Regions from separate parts of the Macaca mulatta genome. Here region 2 is linked to region 1. A link is a contact called in public Hi-C data. All regions are on one chromosome and are shown on one strand. The core of a region is the stretch at or near the end of the contact, and the rest is flanking DNA. Distances in the headings are between cores, read along the strand shown.

The links. A called contact is a pair of places that touch in the nucleus more often than the background predicts.
Region 2: a Hi-C map of fetal cortical plate shows a contact between it and region 1, with 2.6 times the contacts expected there. The contact joins the enhancer-like site here to the promoter of CCNH in region 1. A contact is called at or near these places in 2 of 14 Hi-C or Micro-C datasets (fetal cortex germinal zone and fetal cortical plate).

Annotation. Positions count from the first base shown.
Region 1 is chr6:93,786,263-93,791,448 of T2T-MMU8v2.0, reverse strand. It overlaps CCNH (cyclin H), which reads left to right and starts at 1,938. Exons shown (of 9, transcript NM_001266446.1): 1 at 1,938-2,140; 2 at 3,469-3,591. The coding sequence starts at 2,024.
Region 2 is chr6:94,066,241-94,071,426 of T2T-MMU8v2.0, reverse strand. No RefSeq gene overlaps it. Among named protein-coding and RNA genes, the nearest start is that of CCNH, 280 kb to the right of the region's middle. Within about 2 kb of position 3,101, at least 6 of the 40 cell types and tissues checked have an H3K27ac peak or open chromatin away from gene starts, as enhancers often do. A contact at or near this core is called in fetal cortex germinal zone and fetal cortical plate, where this site is marked.

The sequences.
Region 1 (5,186 bases), core at 689-3,188:
ATTTGAAATTTTCCATAAATAAAGTAAGTAAAAATAATAGAAGTGAAGAGAAACACCTGCTGCTTTTTAGTTGAAACTAGAAATGGAAATAGGTAAATGCACAAGTTCTACATTCCAGTGTGCCTCCTGTGGTAGCAATAGCAAAGAAACACTTTCGCACATCAGGCTAAGTAGGAGACCATCACAGCATCCAGTCTGCTTACTTTAATAAAAAAAATCATACATGAGCCTTAATGTTAGGGCATCAGCAACAATTGTATTCTGCAGACAGTTAATTTAGACACAGCCCAATTCCTACTACAACTGAAAAATAAGATCAATGTCAATTTTCATGAACTAAAATTTGTTCAAGGTTTAAAAAAAGTTACACCAGCAATGCCAAGTTTTTCATATATTTTTCCTAAGTGACATTCAGAAATTTTACTCATATCCCTGTAGAAATCATAGTCTGCCAACTCTTTTAAATGCCTATTTCTATTTTCCTTTACATAAAACTAAGGAGTTGTCAAATATCTTTCAGAAAAACAAAATGAAAAGAATTTATATGATATATATAACTGTCATGAGTCTAATACTTTATATAGACATTTAATTATCTAGATCACTTATTTTCCTATCTTTTGTACCATTAATGTTTTTCTCCATTAAATTATTCTTTCCCCCATATGCAACATTTTAGGTTGTTCACAATTCGTTGTTATCAATTTGCCATGCCCTTCAATCTTCTCTTTCTCTTTTTCTCTCTTAGCCAATTTACGACACCAGATTAGCCACATATGTTGAGTGTGTGGATCGCCAAAATTATAAACCACAAATGGCATAAGTTTGAGGAATTCAAATAACTGTGGCAAACTCTAACCTCAACTGCACCCAACAAAAATGAACAAGAAAAGACTTTCCCTATCTTAAGCCTCTAAAAACATTTTCATAGAAAGCAGAGTTAAAGCCATCCTGCCACTTCTTTTTAGGCTTTTCAAGACCTAAATTCTCTAGGTCTCATCATCTTTCTCTTTCTATTTATTTATTTATTTAGAAAAGCTATTTGCCATAGGGAAATTTGGATATATAATAAATACATGAGAGAATAAGGTATGCCTAAATGGGACACTTCAGAATCAACGTAAATTTTGGATCTCACCTGCAATTTTGAAAGTCCTATTAATTTAAAAACTAGTAAATACCTTAATATTCATGATAGCTTACTGTAAGATTCCCTAGAGGCAATGAAGATGGGAATCTCAAGAAAACTAAAACTACCATACATCTTGGCTTCAGAGGTGAAAATAGGGGGAGAGGATTGGCTAGTTATCAACAGAAGGGAAAGTGCTTTTTGCACAGAGAAAGAATAGACAAGGCAACAAAAGTGGCAAACTGTAAGGGCCAATACACATCCACTGCTTCAAGTTTTTCAGCCATGTTCCATTCTCAGAGATTTCTGGTAGTACTTCAAGAACACCGATCTCCAAACTCCTCCTGAAAAGGGCTAGGAATGCTTCTGCCTGAAGATCTTACCTATTCTTTCTGGGCCCCATGATCTCCCTACATGATTGATCAACCTACTATTTCAACTCGAAAAAGCCTTTTCACAAATGTCAACTTCAGTGAGGCCTCCATTTAAAAATGAACACCCTACCAAGTCCTTTCCTAATTTCTGATTACACCCTGTGAATTTACATCAACCTACCCCACACCCTCAGTTTATGCCTCTTTTGAACATTCCTGCCGGGCTTCTCCTTTAAATCTTGCCTGGAAGGGGCGGAGCTATGTCCCAGGCTCACCGGGAGGAGCGTTCCGTAGGCTCCGCCCACCTACGTCTCAGAGGGCGCCCCAACAAACCCTGGATAAGGTCTCTTCCTAGTCCGCTCCGGAAATGCGACTGCGTACGCGCTGGACACGCAGTCGTGACGTCAGCGCGCCCGCGCTGGCTGGCCGGACGCCCTAGGGGTTCGGTTGCTTTACGCCACGGCACTGCTGCGTTTGGGTTGTCTCCTGCAGGCTGTCTGGACCTGGTCACGATTCCACAATGTACCACAACAGTAGCCAGAAGCGGCACTGGACTTTCTCCAGTGAGGAGCAGCTGGCAAGACTGCGGGCCGACGCCAACCGCAAATTCAGATGCAAAGCGGTGGCCAACGGGAAGGTGAGGTTTTCCCGACGGTTGCCCAGTTGCTTGGTCACTAAATTCTGAGCAGCTGCGGGAGCTCTTCTGGCTCCCAGGACAGTCTCACTCCCTCATTTCTCTGCCTCTGCGGCGCGGAGTGCGTTTATATATTAAAATAAGCGAGCACCTCGCGAGGTTCCGTGGGTACAAAGGCGAACAACGCCATCCCCGTGGTCGAATGGCAGACAAGTAACCAGTCTTTGTAACGTGGTGAAGAAGAGAGTAGGTAGTGTGCTAAGGTAGTGCGTGGCAAGAGCCGTTCACTTGTCAAGCGGTGATGTTGGGGAAGGTTTTTCCCAGTAGCCAATGCGGAGAAAATGGGGAAAGGACGTTCCAGGCAGTCAGAACTACCGTGCAGAGTGGGAGGGAGGTCAGAAGTTACAGGGCTGGTGCGTGGACGTGTTTGTGGTCGTATGTGGCCGAATGTGAGTACCTGTACAGGAATGGCTGGGGAGGGTAGGAAGGGAACTTGTTTGTAAGTGGAAGTGAGGCGTTTGAAATTTCCATTGAAAGGATGAGGAACCTTTGAAATATTTAAAATGGGAAGCTAACCTTATCAGATTTCCGTTCTGGAAACAGCGCTCTAGCAACCTCGTGGTGAATGGGTTGGATGAGGGCGGGAGACCGGCGACGGAATACAAACCAAGTGACTAAAGATAAGGTTTGGACTGTGGCCCGCTAGCCAAGTCCCTTCTGTTACAGCTCTAGGGCTGGTTTAATCTTTCTTACAAGCTCCACTCCAGCAAGTGTTCAGTGTCTCCAAATTACTGACACTGAATTACTTTACTTTACTTTCTACCTTTAATTCACATCACTGATTTTAGCACCTGAATTAGTTTCCTTAAGGGCTGCCTTAAAAAAATCACCACAGACTGGGTAGCTTAAAATAACAGAAATTTATTGAAACATTTGCTGTTTTTTTACAACTTGTGTCGTAATGACTGACCGAGAAACGAATGTTGGAAGCTTTCCAATCATATTTGTAAAAAGTCTGTCTACTTTTAAATTTGTAAATAATGATATCACAGCTGTGAGCATATGCACATAGCCTATCGTGATTGTTTATATAATGAAGCAAAGGTCTAGCTGACATTCCGAAAAGTTGTGAAATGATGGTACAGTTTTAGTTTATTATTTTCCTACAGCTATTTTGTGTAATGATTAGCGAATCTATAAAGAAAACGAGGCGTGATATATTCCCCTTCGTTGGAGATATAAACTAAATTTAATCTGGATAGAGAAAAATGTTTTACAATTGTTTAATTCATTGAATTCATTGAACTTGTGTTGTAATTGTTGATCTAAAGGTTCTTCCGAATGATCCAGTCTTTCTTGAGCCTCATGAAGAAATGACACTCTGCAAATACTATGAGAAAAGGTTATTGGAATTCTGTTCGGTGTTTAAGCCAGCAATGCCAAGGTCTGTTGTGGTAAGTTACAGTAGTGATGAAATATAATGTCCTTTAGTTGACTTGTGAAATTTGACCTCTTCTAAATTCCCTGTCCACTCTAGTCTTAAAAATTCACGTTAGTTACAATTAATTAGTTTTTGGCACATTATATCTTTTTCAATTCAGGCCTTAACTCATGAATTGCTGTATCATATCTTCAAAAGTATTTCAAGTCTCATTTTGTGGTCAGAAAAAAATTTGAGGTCAGGTAATGTTATAAAGAAAGAAACAAAATAAATTACTTTTCTCTAAGTTCTCAACTAGTGAGCCATAGAACTGGGACTAGAACATAGACTACTTGCTTTTCCAACTCTGTGACACCCAATAAATGTTTGAAGTAATGCATTCTTTCATAATTGGTAATCATATGCCCCAGCTGAAACTGATACCATAAGATTTTTTTAAGCCTTAATTAGTAGAAGCTGGAGTTTTATCTTTGGTTAAAAAAGATTGTCTTACTGCTTCAGATGTATGGTTCTGAGGACCTGTTTGTTTTTTGCTGGGGTGGGCAACCGTGAGGAGAAACAGGTAGCTGAGATTAAAAAGCAGAAAGATAAAAAAGCTACAGTGGGAGGGTGTTTAAAATGTCTTTACGTTATTCTCTCACAGGTTTGTTGCAAAGAACAAATATAGAAGTGTATCTTAAGTAAAAGACTGTTAAATTTTAAAGTTATACAGTGTGACTAGCTTACGACCGAGTAGAGAATAATCTTCTGGGAAATTATCTACATTTTTATAGTTGAAAAAAATTTGAAGTATGTTGAAAATATTAAGTCCATAGAATTTATAATTTTTTTTCATCTGAGATATCAAAGATTCAGAGAGAGTTTTAGGTATACTTGATTAGTTTATATCTTCAGATTTGGTTTATTCTTACAAAAGAACTAAAATGAGGCAGTAAATTTAAGTGATCTTATCAAATGAAGAAAAAAATCCTTTAATGAACTTCTTTATGGAATTTATTTTTAAATAACATGTTTATCATTGGTGAATAATTTTTTGTTATACATAATGACAAAACTAAACTTTTAAAATACTTAAAAGGAAATATTCTTTTTTCTATCATAAAATAGATTAGTGGTTATTTCATTGGTTCCAGCCAAATGATATAATGGTTAAAAGTACAGGCAGGTCTTACTTGAATTCATTCCTGTTCCTTATTAGCTGTGTGACCTAGATAAGTCAGTTCACCTCATTGATACTCAGTTTCCTTCTCTGTAGAGATAGCAATATTTCACCAAGCTGTTGTAAGGGTTAAAACATGATGATAGTTTTGTGCTTATCACAGAGTCTGGCACTTGGTATGCATTCAGTAAATGGTAGTGCTGCTTCTGCCATTCAGTTGGCAGCAGTGATCACAAATCATGGGAATGGATACAAAACAATGTCACAAATATGTAGTGGCTTTAGAGAGAAGGCTTATTGCCTTGCTCATTATTTTTATAAGATTGGTTAATCTGTGAACATTTGTATTTTTCTTCCTGAATTTATCTAATTCAGGACATTTTTGATACTCTGACTTCTAAAACATACACACTCACGTATTTTTAAATCCAGTGACCATAGGAAGGATT
Region 2 (5,186 bases), core at 1,852-4,351, 280 kb before region 1:
AAAAACACACTACCAAAGCTTACAGCATTTTTATTTAGATTGGGTGATAACCTAATTATAATTAGAATCATATTTTAAGAGTAGCTATACAAATTCAACTTACCCAATAACTCTATAGAATTTAACCCTATTAAAAAATTAAGTATACAGTTCTAACTAATGGAGTTGAGCAATTAGAGTGGTAGAGGGAGGTCCAATCAGAACAGGAAAGCTCAAAAGTAAGCCACACCCCTCCTCCTCCACATCCTTTTCTATACTAAGAAACTTGACTGGCTAACTCAGACACAGGTTATTAAGCCCGATTTATTTTGTCCATCTAGATTTAAACACTATCCATTTAGAACAATGACAAGAAAGCTTTAAGTAAGTTTGCAAATCTGAACGATTGGGTTCCTGTGAGATGAGTGCCACTGGGTGGAGGGATTTGAAAATAGGTGTTCAAGTCGTACACTTGCACCCACCAGTCAGATTAAGTTTAGATTAAGAGAGGTTATCCTATCTTCATCGAGAACAGTTTCTCATAAAGGTGCATGAATTTGCTAGGGGATCTACATGAACTAATTGATATTTCTTGCCTTAAGGTATGTATCAGCTCCAAAACTTTTGTGCAGACAAAATATTACTTGTTTAGTACTTCACTTCATGTAGATTAATTTAGATTTTATCCTTTTCAGACTAAAGCACTGGTTGGTTGCAATTTTCCTTAACTACCAGTGGATTTAGCAATGATATATACACAGCCTTAATTGCTTAAGTCCCTCACTAACAATTTTTTGACAATGTAATCAGAAGATTAAAACAAGGATGCAAAATTGCAGATAAGAGTGTATGGGTTTTTTTGTTCACCACATGCAGGATGATCAGATAGATGTTAATGAAAATATCTTTTAATTGACAATATGAATGTGTGTGTATATATATATGTGTATATATATACATATAGACGTGTATATATATATATATAAAATGCTTCACTGTTTTTCTTTTTAAAATGTCTAAAAATATAAAAGCACTACATGAAATAAGACTGTATTTGCAAGATACAAATTATTTTTCCTCCTTAGAAATGTATTATAATTTTAATTTCATCGAGGTGATGATTTATTTTTAAAATTTAGCTGAATGCTTTGTTTTCTTTAAATAAGGCTTATACAATACAAGATGACTCTTGTCCTTGTAGGAAGAACCCCCTACTGAAGTGGAAGGTAAATTCTTTGGTCGCTCACTAGCTTTGCAGTTTTCAACTTTATTAAAAATATGTTTTCTTTAAAGAAGCTTCAATGATTTCTCCAAATAATATAAATGGCAAAAACATAAAGGAATTCAGTGTATCATGTGAAATTGTATATTTCACAATTGCTCAATCAAAAAGAATTAGATGAGAATTTTTCATTTTCAAAATTATACACACATAAAATAGAATTATAGACATATATTTACAGATCTACAGAATCATAGGACTCTCTTCTGAAATTATAACTTATTTCTTGTTTAGAAAATAATTTGGATTATTTTGAAACAAATGAAAGAAATAAATATTGGAGATATATATATATATATATATATATGGCTGGTTTCTTGAAAAGTATTCGATAGAATGAGCATCACTTAAATGAACATCTTTGGCTAAATGGTTCCAAATCTACAATCTTCATATAGTAATGGTAAAGATTGCATAGTGTTTATTACAGCTGTAAACATTTAATGGCTGATAATTAAACAGCATCCATACTGAATTTTGAAAGATTTAATTAAACATAGCACACTGCAGATGTGAGATTTAAATTACTATTTATAATTACATGTAAAACACAATTCCTAATATGGTCACATGGAATTCTGAGAGAAATTTGCAATTTCCTCTCATTTTAAACAATTTTCGTTTCGAATTCCTTATTCCACTTTTTAAATATGGAGCATTTGACAACAGACAACATAACAGATATGTCAAATGTGTTCATGAATGTTGGTTCTGAGTGAAGGAGTATTGTCTCAGAACTATTCCTTTAAAATTTTTATTCCAAAGGTATAGCAAAAAAAAAGAAAGAAAATAAAATAGAAATAGACCTACCTAATTACAAATAATTCAAATAAAGGAAAAAAAGAACTAGCCTAACTCTATCATTCGATGAACAGAAAGCTAGAAAGAAAAAGTAAAAAGGATTGTATTTTTCTTCAGTTTTAGCATCATATGTAACTCATGTATTTGCATATTATTTACAAAAAATCAGTGAATAACATTAGAGTGCAAAATTGATTTAAAGGGAACATTTAAATTTTCATGTGGAAAACCTATTAAATACTGAAAAATTTTCAGCCTTCTTTATTGCTTATTAAAGATGTCTCTGGCATTTTTATCCATCCAATGTATGGGAAATACAGTGAATGTGGAGTATTTTATAGTTGATTTCACAAACTAATTGATTGCACAAAACATTTAATACACCTTTTGTAACAGAAATTGCTTAGCATCTTATTTGTGCTATATGTCTCTATGGAGTGGGAAAACAAAAATGGAATGTACCAAAGACTAAATTCAATTTGCACCATTCTCCAGTCCTGTATGTCTGTAATGTTTCACGTTCACAAATGTTTACAATGAGAATCTTGTCAGTGAGGACTCTGAGACCAGAAAAGCAAATGGCTGATGTTGAAGAGACTAATAAAGAATGCCTTGAAATTCCATATTCCTCATCTCCACAAGCATAAAGAAAGGCACAATTTATTTTTAGTAAATTGTGGGAGTGAATTACACCCTAATATTTAAATTAATTATCCTGGTCATTCTTGATTAACACTTCTCTTGCCACTATTGTATTACAAAGAGCTACCAAATTTAAAAATCTGCTGGTGGGCTGAGAAAAAACTATAAATAACACATTCAACAAGGGATAATTTGTCAGATCATATATGCTTATTATATGCATATATAGTACCATAATTGTTCATGACATTTTAAAATAGACAAAACAGTCTCAAAGTTATCATTCAAAGAGAAGATTCTGATAAAGAAAATAGATGAAACCTAGCAATGGAGCTGTCCAGGGCTCCATATGCATGTGATGGTTTCTTATTTACATGTCGCTCATGTTTATGCATGTTCAGAAGAATACAGCTGCTACCCCATTCTCCAGAAATCACAGACACCGGTCAAGTCTACAAATAGCCACATTTGAGCTTGTAATGTATTTATCATGAAAAGCTAGAAGCTCTAATGGTAGGGAAGGGGAAAAGTAGCACAATTTGCTTTGAAAAGATAACAGCTATTTTTCAAAAAACAAATACTGTATATTCAATTCAGCTCCTTTAGGTGCTTTCATGTTATAGGAATTCTGCTGGTGATGAAAACAGCATCCAGCCAATCAAATAGTGGTACCCTAGTGCCATCCAAAGTAGAAGCCTAGTGTTTAAAATAACCCTGATGAATTATTCATAGAGCTGATGTTTATGCAAATTAGAGAATCATGCATCCACCTGACCACCAAGGGAAGAAAAAAACATAGGGAAAAAAAAAAAAAAAAAATCATGTTTTTAGCATTCTCCAGAACCTATGTAATCAAATGATAATATTCTTTCATTAAATGCATCAAGGAATTACAATCCTTACCTGGTTAGTTTGTAGGGCCTTCAGATTTTCTGGATGAAATAACTGACTGTGCGTGCAACCAATAAAACTGAACTGAAAAGCTGATTAAGGGCACTTACTTAATGCAAAGCCATTCACTGAATATTCATATGATGCCTGTGTTTATGCAAATTAAAGCAAAAGAAAGCCCAAGGGGATTGGTTGCCATAGCCCACAAATACTGTGTACAGCAGAAAATATAGAGAATAGTGACAAATAAATCTTGAAATTCATAGCTTTGAAGCAACAAAGAAGAAATAGTAAAATATTTAAAAAGCTGAGGTGAATTACAGTTTTAAATTGTTTTATTTAATCATATTACTTTAGAACTATCACCTATTCCTACCATGTAATGATCTATAATTATCTTAATGCCAAAAGAGATCTTCACTTTTGTTTGTCAGCTTTATTTATCCTTTAGCCATTCATATTAGCAGATCTCCTAAGCATAGAATAGTGAAGAAAGAAACAATTATGATAAAAATATGAGTCGGTGGAGTAATAACCAAACACAGACCCATGTGTGATACAGTTTAAGTGTTTTATGTACTGATTCTTCATTGGTAAAACCTTACTAAGTAGTGTCAATGGAAGACCTCCAACATGTTGAGCACGTTGCTATCTCAATATTGATAGATATCTGCTTCATTTGATATGGGGATTATTTTATATTAGATGAGATACTGTGAATATTTTGGCCAAGAAGATTTTGCCACATGCGGCTTTAAATGCCAAGGATTTTCACTTTTAGAACCCACTTACAATAATGTTCTCTGAAATGCATGCTAATATGTAGTGTCCTAATCACAAAAAAATGTGAATCCTCACATATGGATGTGAGAACCGTTTACAGACATTGGCATAATTCATAATATTTAAAGGATACGGTGGAAGTCTGGCAGAAAATGCTTCATATTGTTAAGAAGGATCTTCACTTTTATTTCTTGAATAAGAATCAGAGATTGCTAAAAATGCTGGATTGTATCTTACAGGTTTTTTGTTTGCTTTTGTTCGTCTTTTTGTTTTCTGTCACATACATTCAAAACTTCAAAAATAAGAATAAGGCAATATTCTCCATGGCAGTTACCACTGACTGAAGAGTATTTATCATTTTCCAATAGTTTCCTAATAATTCTCACATCCTCATTCCACAATGACTTTGGTCTCCCTCAGATAACATAATGAATTTTCAAGCTCTTTCAGGAAATGATATTTAAAGTAATTTAAGCATCTACACAAAGCTGGCTACACTTATCATAAATGCTATAAAGTCTGAATCCAATTCCTGGACATTGTTTTCCCAGAAGAAATTTAGAGGAACTTCTTTGTGGCATCTTATGCTTGCCTAATTACAGCTTTCATGTTTGCAAATAATTTCCTTTCTTGTAAAGTTGTTCTTTAGCTTTCCATGACAGTAATCTTCACAGATGTATATTTATGTGCATACACATACATTTTCTATAAAATACATTGTATTTACTTAATCTAATTAATGACTCCTTAAAATTATCTTTTACTAAGTTTCAGAATTGACTTGAAACACAGTGATCAGTGTATCTAA